Linked DNA regions of Mus musculus: regions 2, 3, 4 and 5 are each linked to region 1. A link is a contact called in public HiCAR-type and promoter capture Hi-C data. All regions are on one chromosome and are shown on one strand. The core of a region is the stretch at or near the end of the contact, and the rest is flanking DNA. Distances in the headings are between cores, read along the strand shown.

What was found. Promoter capture Hi-C pulls out the DNA fragments that hold promoters and counts their contacts. HiCAR-type assays count read pairs that join an accessible place to other places.
Region 2: a contact with region 1 is called in a promoter capture Hi-C map of liver, with 4 times the contacts expected there. The contact joins the promoter of Bcl2l2 here to the promoter of Zfp219 in region 1. A contact is called at or near these places in 2 of 39 promoter capture datasets (liver and pre-B cells).
Region 3: a promoter capture Hi-C map of liver shows a contact between it and region 1, with 2.3 times the contacts expected there. The contact joins the promoter of 4930579G18Rik here to the promoter of Zfp219 in region 1. A contact is called at or near these places in 2 of 39 promoter capture datasets (both in liver).
Region 4: a promoter capture Hi-C map of liver shows a contact between it and region 1, with 4 times the contacts expected there. The contact joins the promoter of 4931414P19Rik here to the promoter of Zfp219 in region 1. A contact is called at or near these places in 3 of 39 promoter capture datasets (hippocampal neurons, liver and pre-B cells) and 1 of 115 datasets of contacts at active chromatin or transcription factors (embryonic stem cells).
Region 5: a HiCAR-type map of astrocytes shows a contact between it and region 1, with 2.3 times the contacts expected there. The contact joins the promoter of Dad1 here to the promoter of Zfp219 in region 1. A contact is called at or near these places in 2 of 39 promoter capture datasets (hippocampal neurons and liver), 1 of 115 datasets of contacts at active chromatin or transcription factors (astrocytes) and 2 of 9 other capture datasets (adipose tissue and liver).

The regions. Positions count from the first base shown.
Region 1 is chr14:52,019,470-52,022,006 of GRCm38.p6, reverse strand. Zfp219 (zinc finger protein 219) reads left to right here and starts at 1,274. Exons shown (of 5, transcript NM_027248.2): 1 at 1,274-1,484. Tmem253 (transmembrane protein 253) reads right to left here. Exons shown (of 7, transcript NM_001033805.3): 7 at 2,220-2,537.
Region 2 is chr14:54,882,166-54,884,702 of GRCm38.p6, reverse strand. It overlaps Bcl2l2 (BCL2-like 2), which reads right to left and starts at 1,278. Exons shown (of 4, transcript NM_007537.1): 1 at 1,197-1,278; 2 at 819-906; 3 at 1-329. The coding sequence starts at 321.
Region 3 is chr14:54,649,243-54,651,779 of GRCm38.p6, reverse strand. 4930579G18Rik (RIKEN cDNA 4930579G18 gene) reads right to left here and starts at 1,269. Exons shown (of 6, transcript NR_038053.1): 1 at 1,232-1,269; 2 at 512-715; 3 at 1-40. It overlaps Acin1 (apoptotic chromatin condensation inducer 1), which reads left to right. Exons shown (of 19, transcript NM_023190.3): 9 at 1-63.
Region 4 is chr14:54,604,634-54,607,170 of GRCm38.p6, reverse strand. It overlaps 4931414P19Rik (RIKEN cDNA 4931414P19 gene), which reads left to right and starts at 1,263. Exons shown (of 7, transcript NM_028890.2): 1 at 1,263-1,368.
Region 5 is chr14:54,252,662-54,255,198 of GRCm38.p6, reverse strand. It overlaps Dad1 (defender against cell death 1), which reads left to right and starts at 1,270. Exons shown (of 3, transcript NM_001113358.1): 1 at 1,270-1,567. The coding sequence starts at 1,357. It also overlaps a transcript of Abhd4 not described here.

The DNA.
Region 1 (2,537 bases), core at 25-2,524:
GAGTTGAGGACAGACATCCATTTAGCAGTGTGTACTGCTGAGTTCCCAGCAGTTCTCACTTCACAGGCAATCTAGTTCACTCACTTACACCATTATCTGCCTTCTTAGACAATTTATTTTCCACCTCTCAAGGGCCTCATCATTTTAGAGGTCTTGTGCATGACTCTATTTTCGCCATATGATTCAGTAAGATAAGCAGAAGAAGCATGGTGTAATGGCCATGCAAATGAAGTGTAGTTCAGACAGATCTTATGCGCTCAAGCAACAGAGCCAGAATCTAGGTCTCCTGACGCCTGGTCTTGTTTTTCTCCCACTAAGAATTTCACACGGAAGCTCACTGAACTAAACAAGGAGAAATAGGCATGGTTGCTAGTAGACAAATCCCAACTGCGGAGCCATTCAAGCTTCACCACAAATTTCCAACCTTTTCCTTAAATTGTTTGCTCCCCCTCATATTCTATAGTATCTTCCCCAGGAAACTGAGTGAGGCTTTACGACTTAATTTGGCCAACCAATTGTGATGGAAGTTAACATGTATCCATTTGGCGAGCAGCACTGCAGAATTCATAAACAATTCTTCACACTTAGTTCACGATGTAGTGGGGGAGGCAAACTTATGGTGACACAGTAGGGTCTTCATACAGTAAGGCTCAGTCAAGCATGGTGAGTGGCACGTGCCTTTAACTCCAGCACTTACAGGCATGTGGATCAAGGTCTACATGGCAAGTTCCAGGCAGGCAAAGATACATGTGAGACCCTGCCTTTTAGAAAAGAAAAGAAAAGAAAAGAAAAGAAAAGAAAAGAAAAGAAAAGGAAAGAAAAGAAAAGGAAAAAAAATTGAGCCTCCAGCATCTTAGGATCTTAATAATTTACAATGAACAAAGGCCCTTGTCGGTTATTCTGGACACAAAGTAATGAGAAATAAAACCAGAGGTTTTGGCCCTGAGTGTTCAGCATTGTTAAGAGACCCATTTATACGGTCCTTGAGTTTCTCTTAAGATGCAGAATGCAATATCCAGGTTTCCGATTACCGCGGTAAAAGCTGGAAGACAGCTAATTGCTGTTTTCTCTTTATAGTTTCTTTGGCCACTACGTCCTGACTTTGAAGAAAAATATTCTTTTCTCAGAGCCCTTCACTATCCCTGCAGTTTGATTGGGGGAAGAGAAAACATGGAGGAGGCCCGGATTGCGTTCTCTCCATTCCAGAGCCTGATCCCAGATCTGTCTCCACCCACTAATACTCACACGTAACTTTGTCATAGGGCGACTATTACCACTCCCAAGGTGTCACAAACAGAAAGGATCTGCAGCTGGCGCCACTGCAATGTCAAGGCAAGCCAGCCAGGCTGCGCTCTAGCCTCACTGGTACCTGGGCTTGCCTGAGCCCGGAGAAGCAGCATTCTCTAGGGAAAAGAAGCCTTCTCAAGTGGGAACAAAAATGAATGTGAGGCGAACACCCATCCCGGGCACTATGTGAATTTGGGGTGAGTTCTCTTAGGCCTAGTCAATCTCTACTTTTTAGCAGCTACTAAGCTGTCCCCCCTCTCCCCGGTGCTATTGGGATCCACCGTTTTCCTGGGCTTTCTCCGCTCCCCCAAACCAACCGAGTCTATCATCTTTGTACACTTGCAGAGGTCATAAGTGGTGTGGGCACAGTACAAAAAGAGCTTCAGCGACCGTACCGCTGCAGGGATCAAAGGCCCGCCGGGGGCGGCCGAAAGGCTGAGCCTGCGCAGTCCTGCTCCCGCCTTGGAAAGGGTGGCGGCCACGCGGGCTCGGTCCACCAGCGTGCTCGCTAGAGGCGGGAAAGTCTTAGGTCGGTACCCCCGCCTGCCCAGCCAGCCTGTCCTCTCCAGCTCCCGGCCCGGGGGGGAGGGGGCGAGGAGGGCCGGCGCCTCTGACTCATCATCTCCAACCCCCTTCTCGCGCGCGCTCCAAGTCTCAGGACTTTGAACCTGGGCACTCGCGCGAGGGGCGCGGCGGCAGCACCAGGGGAAGCGCGGCTTGGCCCGGCGCCGACCCCCAGCCTTTGTCAGTACCGGCAGCTGCGGGCACGAGGGCTAGAGACCCGCAGCCGGTGGCGGTGACCTGGCCGCGGTGGCGGCGCCTCTGTGCGCGACGGCCCTCCCGGCGCCTCCCCGCACGCGGGGCCAGTGGTCGCGTCCGAGGAAAACTCGGCTAGGCCTTGCTCCCAGCGCCTGGCGTCACTCAGCAGATGCACAGCGCCCCCGCCGCCGAGGGAAGGCTCTTTATTTTGCAGTAGGTCACGGGGTAGCGGGGCATCCTGGGATTTGTAGTCTCGGGTGAATTAGGCAGGACCCGGATCCAAGGGAGACCTGGAGCACAACCGACGCGGATTCTGGGTTGGCTGGTGCAGCAACCCGGCTTGGAGTGGATGGGATTGTGAAAGGTGAACAGTGAGAGGAGGCAGATGTGAAATGAAGCTGGATGGAGAGGCAGGGAGGAAGAAGTCGAAGAATGCAAGGGAGGAAGCTGCTTGACGAGGCGTGAGGTGAGGGAGGTCTCTAGTCCAGAAA
Region 2 (2,537 bases), core at 29-2,528, 2.9 Mb before region 1:
ACACAGGGCAGCCCCAAAGACAAAGAATGCCACAAGACGGCCCCAGTTAGGGCCCCCTTGGAAAAGTTCGTCGGAAACCTGGGTGAAGCGTTGCTGGGCTGAGCCTGGGGTCACGTGTAGCTGAGCGGCCAGGTCAGAGAAGGTGCGGCGGAAACGGGTCTCAAACTCGTCTCCAGCAGCCCGCATGGCTTGGTGCAGCGGGTCGGCGGCTGGGCCTTCCCCAGGGCCAGCTCCACAGACATAACCCTTCTGCCTCAGCTTATAGCCTACAAAGTCAGCCACTAGAGCCCGTGTGTCTGGGGTTGAGGCTGGGGTCGCCATCCGGGCGGCTGAAAGGGGCAAGGATGACAGACTGACATAAATATAAGGAAATTATTGACAGAGAGCAAGAAGGGACATTTCCTATTTGATCAAGCTCCTGAGATAGGTGAAATGCTCAGAGGCACTGGGCAGGGCCAAGAAAGAGCAACGGATTTAAGTCATGGGGAGGTTCAGAGCATAAGCAGCTGGCCACGTATAACATGTCAAATTAAGTGTGCAACAGGAAATCTTATTTTTAGACTACTTCAGATTCCTTTCATACGACAGCACCAGCTGTATGCCACCTCTATACACACACACACACACACACACACACACACACACACACACACACACACACACACCCCTTTTTGGCTATAGGAAGGGGCTTAAGACCTCCCCAGGAGCATGATGCGAAGATGTTGGCAGAGGCACAAGATAGGGAGGAGACAGGGGCTGAATAGGAAGATGGGAAAAGCCAAGGGCTGTAATGGGGCAGAAAGGAAGAGGACACTTACCCAGCCTGGATGGCAGCTCTTAGGACCCAGTGCTGGTGGCAGGGAGCCCCCAGCTGAGGCCTTTCATCCTCCCGGCTAGAGTGGAGCCCTGAAAAGGGGAGGGAGAGAGAACTAGGTGGGAAAGGCCTGGGTCTGGCCCGGAAAGAACTGGAACTGCAGCGCCTGGGACTGGGCCCCTACCTCCAAAGCTTTGCCAGCTGTGGGACCGATTCCGTGTTTAATGACTGCCCTCTTGGGAAACCCGGGACCACGGGCTTCCTGCCGACACCATCTCTATTCCCGGTACCCCCAAGAGCAGCCCAAAGGCCCAGCTCCTCCCATTCCCCCACCCTTAGCTGGTCTCCAACCCCGCCCGCCAGCCAGGTTAAGGAATCTCACGGGTCAGGCCGCAGCCGGGATCCGGAATCCGGTTGTTTCCTGGTGGAGGAGCTGGGAGGGAGGGAGGGAGGGAGGGAGAAAGGGAGGAAGGGAAGGAAGGAAGGAGGGAGGAGGGGAGGGCAGGGAGGGAGGGCCCGGCGCCGGGTGATGATGGGACACAGAGATGCGTCCAGAGAGAGGGGCGGGGCTGGGAGGCAGGGCTGGGAAGAGCCACAACTCCAGGAAGAGAGGGCCATTGAAGGGCTGTTCAGAGGCCATAGTGACCTGTGCCGGCTGCCTGCGAAGCCCGCAGTGTCCCCAGAGAAACACACCGGGCCTCAGCAGCTCAGTGCAAATTCAGCATTTCCGGAAGGTCTCTTCTGTTCACGCACTTGTTGAACTTTCCAGCTTGGATTGCGTGCCTAGGAAAAGCAGAGCAGTTCCTATTAAGCTGGGAACAACCTCTTGCCCTTGTGGGGCTAGTAGAAACACTAAACACAAAAATACTTCCCCTCAGGACCTTTAATGCAGTGGGCTCTTCCTTGGCTGGAGTTTCAGCTAGGTATCAAGGTGTCAGGCCTTGGTTTACAGTGTCCACAAGCAATCTTCATCTTTTGTAATCAGATTGATTTTCTTTTCATTTGTTACCCACCACAGGAGTTAATTCTTACTATTTAAAACAAAAATCAAACAATAAAAGGCACAAATTGATACAAGCTTACTAATCTTACACACCCTCTCTAAATACAGGTTACCAATGTTGGGTTAATACCTGTTTTACAGATTACATATATCTATAATTTACATGTGAATATCTACATTCACATATACATGGATTATATATACATTTATCCATACACATATGTTTATATAAATATGTGCTTTTATATATACACATACAATATAAATATGTTTATAAGTATAAATATATATGTTATATATAATTTATAAATGTATCAATATACATATAAATATAAAGTATATCAGTATAGTATATGTAAATATTTTTATATTTTTATATATTCCATATACATATTTATAATATACACATATATGTATATATAATATACATATATCTATTTATATGTGCATTTATGTATATATATATATGTAAAAATATGTATATATAAAAACCGAGTGTGTGTGTATTTTGAAACATGGTTTCTTCTCTGTGTAGCCCTGGCTGCCCTGGAACTCACTTCTATAGAGCAGGCTGGCCTCGATCTCACAGGGATTGGCCTGCCTCTGCCTCAGACACTATGGGATTAAAGGCCCGAGGCACCACTATCCAGCATGTGATAATATCTTTCTGTAGAGCAAGTTTCCAGGGCAAGAAGCTTTCTGACTACAGCAGATCCACAG
Region 3 (2,537 bases), core at 20-2,519, 2.6 Mb before region 1:
GCAGACCAAGTCAGCAATGATGAGCGCCCAGAGGGTGGTGCTGAAGAAGAGGAAAAGAAAGAGGTAACTAGCCAAGCCACCTGTTGGGGAGGGTGGGCCGAGCGTGGGCCTAGGGAGAATAGACCATCTCAGCCATCCCTCTTACACAGTGGGATGACCTAAAGGGGATAAGGCTATCCTTGGATCAGGATAGGGCAAGGGAGAATTCGCTGGTTTAGCAAGGGATGCCCCTTGTGATAACAGACAAGGTCTTTGATTTCCTTTCCCTACATGAAGCAGTGATATAGACCAGGCTCCTAATTTGGAAGTCTGTTAATGGCCCTTTTTTTTAGAGAGAGAGGGGGGAGAGGGAGGCGAGGGAGAGAGAGAGGAGAGAGAGAGAAAAACCAAAAAACCCAAGTGCAGCTTTCTTGCTGCTGAAGCTTCTGTGAAGCTAACTCCTTGAGCTTTCCCTCCTTTTTAAAAGCTTAATGGCACTTGTCGCCACCTAGTGGGGCTTTGGGTCTCTTACCGAGTCAGCCATGCTGAGGAATTTTTGTTGCTCTTCTGCCCCCCAGTGGTCTAATTACGGAAGTGTAGCTTCTTAGAAATCCAAGGGGTGAACCACAAGGCCCTCTTAGGTTTTGTTTTGTTTTGTTGGCACAAATATTACCACTTTTTCCTATACCCAGTTCAAGAGGCTTCCCCCATTGGAGCCAGCGAGGTCTTCTTGACCCTTAAAGAAATAGAATTAGCTGGGTTTGGGAGTGGTATTATTACAGGGTGGGAGGGGCTGTTGTGTGTGTAGCCTTTCTCTGGTGTGTGTTGCGGGGGTGGGGGCCGGTGAAAGTGATTTGATGTGCAGAATATTATTTATTACAAGGTCCTTCTTCCCCGTAAAACTTTGTCCAAGTACCTCATGTACGGTAATCCGCCCGTAAAATATAACCCTGCCCAACTGGCCAATCGCTGATGCCGCCTCTACCTCTGGACCCACCCGCTGCTACCGAGCCGCCCAATCAGAGCCGAGTGTGCTCCCGGTGTCTTGGCCAGAGGGGCGTGTCTGTGGGCGTCTGTGATGGGCCCCGCCTCCCTTCTTGCTTACATCGGGGCTGAGACGAGCACTGTTCTGGAGAGACTTGTACTGAGAACAAGAAGCATTTGGAAAGGGGTGGACTTGAATCATCGCCCTACTCGGGACACCCCAAGAAGAGTTGTGCCAGTGCTGGGGTGCCTGCCCACATGCCCTTACCTGTCAGAGACTGTGGGTTGCCTTGTTTGCTACAGACTGTTGGGATCCCCATCTAGGGACCAAGAAACCTAAGAGAGTCAGATGTTTATGACGACAGTGCCGAGCTGTAAACACTTGAGTGGGGCCGGTGGCCTAAGCTTTGTTGACTAGAAACCCTGCAGAGAAGTCTGGGGGTCTGTACCCAGGGGCTTAAAGCTGATGGCAGCCCAGCCCGCGTGTCACCACTTGCTCTTCAGATGGACTTTCCTTTGGTCCCTGCTGTCCATGGTGAAGGGCAGCATCGTGTCGGTCGCTTCAGCTTCTCCTCCATCCCTGGAGGCAGGGACTCACTCACCCACCCAACCGGAACCACTGTCTCAGCTGCAGTCCCTGAGGAGGTGCCAACGACAAACCGGAAGACATACTCTGAGCTTGCTGCTGAATGTGTACCAGGTCCTGGGGAAATTGACTACTGCCACCCCCGGGCTACCTTCATCAGAGGCTCCATGATCCTGCTCGGTGACAGGACCTCTCCCCAGTTACACTCAGAGGAGGAAGGGACTTTGGAGTTGTCACCTGGATCCCAAGTGTTGGCTAGTGGCACTGCTGCAGCTTGTCACTGGTGGACATAGGGTCCTGCCTGCCTCATGAAAGAAAGGCAAGGAGCATTCCTGCCGCTCACAGGCCGCTTGCTCATTCATCAGGGACTGCAAGATGATGCCCTACAGGGCCAGGACTGATGCTCTGCCCCCATTCCCCCCTCTGCCCCTCGCTGAGGCTGGCCATCGCCAGTGAACTGTTTTGACATCTTGGAAACTGGGCAGCGTCCCCCCACACGATTCCCTCCCGCCCCCCCTGCGCCCCTGGGAGGACTCTGGCAGTGCCACGCTGACTACCACGCCGTGCGCCCACCTTTTTTGCCAACCCAACCCCCCACCAATTGCACAGCGCCTAGCAGGGAGGGCTCATTCTGATTGGACGGCGGTTGACTAGATACAGTACACAGTGAGGTGCGATTGGCTGAACTGAAGATCCCAGGTGTGAGATGGTACCTGGAACATTTGTCATATTCCTAGTTTATTCTTTTATTTTCTACCTCTTCTTTAATCTTTTATTTTTATAATTTATTTTTTTATTTCTTTGTTGGGTTTATTTATTTGGTTCGTGTTTTTCTTGTTTTAATTAAGTTATTTTGTTTAATTGGTTTTTTGGGTTCTTTTATTTTCTTTCTTTTTTGTTTTTTTTTGTTTGTTTGTTTGTTTTTTTGGTTTTTATTTATTTCCTTTTCTCACTAACTTACCCATCGTGAGCAACCTAGCTAGGGGTC
Region 4 (2,537 bases), core at 14-2,513, 2.6 Mb before region 1:
TTTCTTTTATAAACTCATAGGTCAGGGGTTCGAGTGAGGAGGAAAAGGCAGGAAGTCCTAGAAAGAAGACTTGAGAAGGGTCATGGGTTTCAGATATTAAAACATAAATAAATAGGTGAGAGAGAGAGAGACGGAGAGGGAGAGGGAGAGGGGGGGGGGAGAAAGAGAACTTAGTGTCCAGCAGAGACACTGGTGAAGGCTGCCAAACCCCTGTGGACTTGAGTTTGATCCTTCAGACCCTCTAGGTGGAGAGAATTCCTGCAAGTTGTCCCCTATTCTTTTTTTTTTTTTTTTTTTTTTTTTTCTTTTTTCTGAGACAGGGTTTCTCTGTATAGCCCTGGCTGTCCTGGAACTCACTTTATAGACCAGGCTGGCCTCGAACTCAGAAATCCGCCTGTCTCTGCCTCCCGAGTGCTGGGATTAAAGGCATGCGCCACCACACCTGGCACAAGTTGTCCCCTAATTGCCACACTTTGCATTGCGGCACGCGAGTGCCCCCACCAAAAGAAAAAATACACACACACACACACACACACACACACACACACACACACACGTATGTATGTATGTATGTTAGTGTGTGTGTGTGTGTGTGTTCGCGCAAACGTTTTATAATAAAAAGGTGCAGTGAGACCGGTTTATGGACTGCTTAAAATCGAGGTTTAAGCAATGGTCTACATGCAGGGTGTGTGAGGGAGACATTTTGGTTTCTTCAGAATGTGGTTTTAGCCTAGTAGGGGAGCCTGGCTCAGGCTGTGCAAAAACAAGCCCCAAGTGTAAGGCTACTTAGCCTCTCACTTGAACAACGTTACACTCATAGATGTTCATGTAAAGGTGGGCTGCTAGACAACTTGTGTGACCCAGAGACACTGGCCTGGGAAACCAAGGGTTGGAGGGCCTCGCCCCCCAAACCTGACGCTCAATCAGCCTAAGAGGTCCCAAGTTCGCTAGTTCTCCCAGCTTAGCAATGTCAGAGGGCGCTCACTCACAGGGTGGTTCTTCTGAGCCTGGCTTGGGGGGCGGGGAGGGAGAACGAGACGGGAAAGATGAGCGGACAGCGAGGAGAAAGGGAAGGGCAGTGGGCGCATCGGCCAGGTCCGGGAGCTCGCGGCCCTCGGGGGCCCCCCGGACGGGCGCCTCGGGTGCGGCGCGTGTGCTTGCGGGCGGGGCGGGCGGCGGCCAATCCGGGCGGGCGGCCGGGAAGGGGCGGGGCTTGTGAGCTCCGGCTCCGCGAGTCCTCCTTTTTTGCACACACACGAATACAAAGAGCCATACGACCTTCGAGTATCCTTTTTCCATTTTTTTTCCTCCTTCATCTTGTGTGCGTTTTCCAAATTTTTAAAAATAGAGATCTGTGGCAGTGCTGGGGTGAGGAAACTGTTGCTAAGGGGAATTTGCTCTTTTCCCCATTTCTTTTCCTGTCTCTCTTTCTCTTTCTTTTTCCTGGTCGAGGTTTAAAAATATACCAAGTTGAGAAGCCGTGTGCAACTGTTCCCAGACCAATTTACAGATTTTTTTTTTCTTTTTGGATCACATTTTAAGAATTGGTAAATTTTGTGGTTGAAGGATTTAAATTTTAGTCGCTTGGGGAAGTATAGATTTGTTTTTAATCGGGTTAAAGCGATAATGTGAATTTCTACCACAGGCAACAGAGAGATTTGAGGTGCCCTCACAAAGCCTTTGGCATGTATTTTAGACACACTCACTCAGAACCAAAACCAAGTGCTGTAGCAGCAATGTAGCAGCGAGTGTGACAGGCCAATAGATTAAATATACTGGGTTATTTTAATTGGGACACTCATTTCCCAGGAGAGAAGGGAAAGCTCTCTCACAGTGTTTTGCACACACAATTTCATGAGGACATTTGTGTGTATGTACACTTAAAACATACCATTTCGTATGGATTCATCTTGTGGTTTATTCTTTGTATTTATGTAAAGTATGTGTATATGTGCTGTTATCGGATTTTATTTTTAAAGTGTTTTCATTTGATTTTATGTGTGTAAAATAGACCTTAGGATGTTTTTTCCCCTCTGTGTTCCCAAATGTGATCAAAACAGGATTTCAAATGCAAAGTAAAGCGTAGAGGAAATCCTGCACTTAGCATACTTAAGAACTTTCATCCTATTGGAATTTACCTTCTTTTCTGCTTCTTTTTATATCAGATTAGTGAATAATTAAATAATTGCCCCAAAGCCTGCAGTCAGTGTGTTTGGCAAACGAAGTGGGGGGGACGGGGACTGAGTGTGTAGTCCAGAGCCTTTTAGTGACTTTTTAAATGCTTTTGGTTTTTTATTGGTTTTCCTTCCTAAACATGCAACTGTGTATATTTTAGCCTTTATGAGTAGTTTTGGGGGGAGGTACCAGAAGGGAATCTCCTGGCATTTTGACAAAGTGACCTTTTATTGGTTGGGATTTGTTTGGAAAACTCCACATCTGGGAAAGTGTGTGAGACAATATTCTAGTCCAGTTACTGAACGGGGGTGGGGGTGGGGTCCTGGGAGGGGTACTTGGGGTAGGGGCAAGAGGAGGCAAAC
Region 5 (2,537 bases), core at 21-2,520, 2.2 Mb before region 1:
TGGTTATCCTTCCACATCCCACCCACTCTACAGTAACACAAGAGCACAGAGGCTACATTTCTAGGAGTGCAAACTTCTCTCTTGTGAATATGGATTTACCTCTTTTAACAGACTAAGGCTTTCCAAAGACACGAGTGATTCACTGGAACCTGGGCAGGGCTATTTACGTCTTATTGGATTGTGGCGCTAAGTGTTTCCGGGCTAAATACAGATAACAAGCGACAGTAGTTCAGTTGCGGGTTTAGAAATGCTGCTCAACTAGTTAGGCAGGGCAGTTGGAAGTGTCTTAAACGCTGAAATGAAGTACCGGATTCTATGCGGGTAGACTTTTTAACTGAAAGATGAGATACTAGGTTTAGAAGGTCGGGTTATTGTGAACTTGTAATGGCAGTGCAAACCAGAAGGCAGAACTTAAGTTTTCTTCAGCTAAAACGCTAAAAAGCAGTTAATTGTACTTGTTAAAACCTCAAACTTTCAATTCTTTTTCTATAAAATGATTCAGAGGATCAGGTTGAAACAAATATGCTCTTTGGAGCCATTCAAGGAATATTATAACAATACCTGTTGTACAATGTCAGTTTGCTGCTGATCCTGACCCTTCACTCTACGCACAAGTGACTATCTCTCTTTTTAGACAGTGACTGATTAACCTAAAAATTCCTACAATATAACTACAGCTATTGGACCTCCTTGGTACTCAACGAGCGTTTGTTGAATGAATGAATACCTGCTGGCTTAGGTTCTTCGTGGGGCCCAGATTCAGCCTTCCAGTTCAGGATCCTGTAGAGGTCAACCCTCTCCCGCCAGTGTAAACCGGCGCTTGGCCCGTATAAGCATAGTTCTCACTGCGGAGGAACTTGACCTGCTCTAATGATCGGTCATAGGCATCTGAAGATAGAGCTTTTAAGAGAATTAGGGCCAGGCAGGTTAAGTCCCTGGACCGCCAGCTTGGTCTCTAAGCAGATTCCCAAGCTAGACCACTGAGGGGGATCAAAGAGAGCCGGAACTCTCTGGGAAGCGTCTCTGTCCGCTGTTAAACCTCTCCCCTTGTTCCGGTCACAAATCTCGTCGCCAGAGCAACAGAGGGCGTCAACAAACGCAGGGCGGAAATAAGGCTATAGTACACGTCTCCAGAGGGGGAGATAGGCCCTGCGCAGGAGCATTAATTTATTTCCGTTTGTAGTTCTCAGTCTGGGTATGCAGCCTGTGTCTGCGCATTAATTGTGACGCACCAAGGCTGGCCTTTACGCCGGAGCCAATTGGCCCGCCGGTGTGGGCGTGGCTAGGGCCCGCTAACGCGCACGCGCGAGCCACATCGTCTGTGGTCGTCCGGTATCCGAAGTCCCCGTGTTCGTCATGTCGGCGTCTGTGGTGTCCGTCATCTCCCGGTTCCTGGAGGAGTACTTGAGCTCCACTCCGCAGCGGCTGAAGTTGCTGGACGCCTATCTCCTTTATATACTGCTGACCGGGGCGCTGCAGTTCGGCTACTGTCTCCTCGTGGGCACCTTCCCCTTCAACTCTTTCCTCTCTGGCTTCATCTCTTGTGTGGGCAGCTTCATCCTAGCGGGTAATGATTCTGTATCCTGGTCATAATGTCCCACTTTGGCGCGCAGCTTCGTCCTCACGGTACCCTTTGGTAGTTTGTAGAAGGCCGTCGTCTGTGAAGTCACGCTTACTTCTTGGGATCCAGGAAGCAGGCTCAGAAATGTCACGTTTCTAATGCCTAACAGGAGTTGAAACTGAATATGTAAAGAAATAGTCTTCTGGTGTTCGTCGCAATTAATACTTCTCTAAGGAAAAATATCCTACCTTGATGAAACTTTAACACAAATTTAAAGTTGGTAGAGCTTTAAATTAAAATGCCAAGCTGAGACATTTCTATCACTTTGGCCTAATCCCTACTTCATCTAGGAGAAGACTTTGGTGATAGTATAGGAATATAAATATTAGTGACTGCTTGTGAGGAGGCAACCCAATTGATGCTGGCTTTTTAGTTGCCCCTACTTATTTCTGTGCATAATTTATGTGCTTTTTCTCTTTACCCTCAACTCAATTTTTATTCACACAATTGTGTATTAGCTCTTCTTTCTTCTACACATTTAATAACCTTACAGACTTCCAGGTTTAATGAGGATTGCCGCCATGGATTTCATCTGAAGTCTGACTTTTCTTGCCCCATGGAACTGAGAGAATACTGGGAACAGGTTTGGCTTAGGAATGTTACTACCAAATGTATCATGGTCAGTCAGCAGTGTTTTGGGGGTTTATTAGCAATTGTTTTCCTCAGTGAATTACAGCTGGTTTGGGCAGAGACAAAATATAGCATTGGACTTGTCTGGAGACTTGATTTAGTGTCTTAACATAAACCTCACGTCACATGTACACATTCACATTGCTAGGTCAGGCCCACTGGGAACAATTTTACTTTTCAGAACTTAAATAGGCCCCAGCCGACTTGTGCCCCAGTCAGAGCTAGAGCTGCAAAGTCAGCTTATTCAGTGGTCATCATAGTGTCTTTGGTTTTTGGTCCAGTTTCT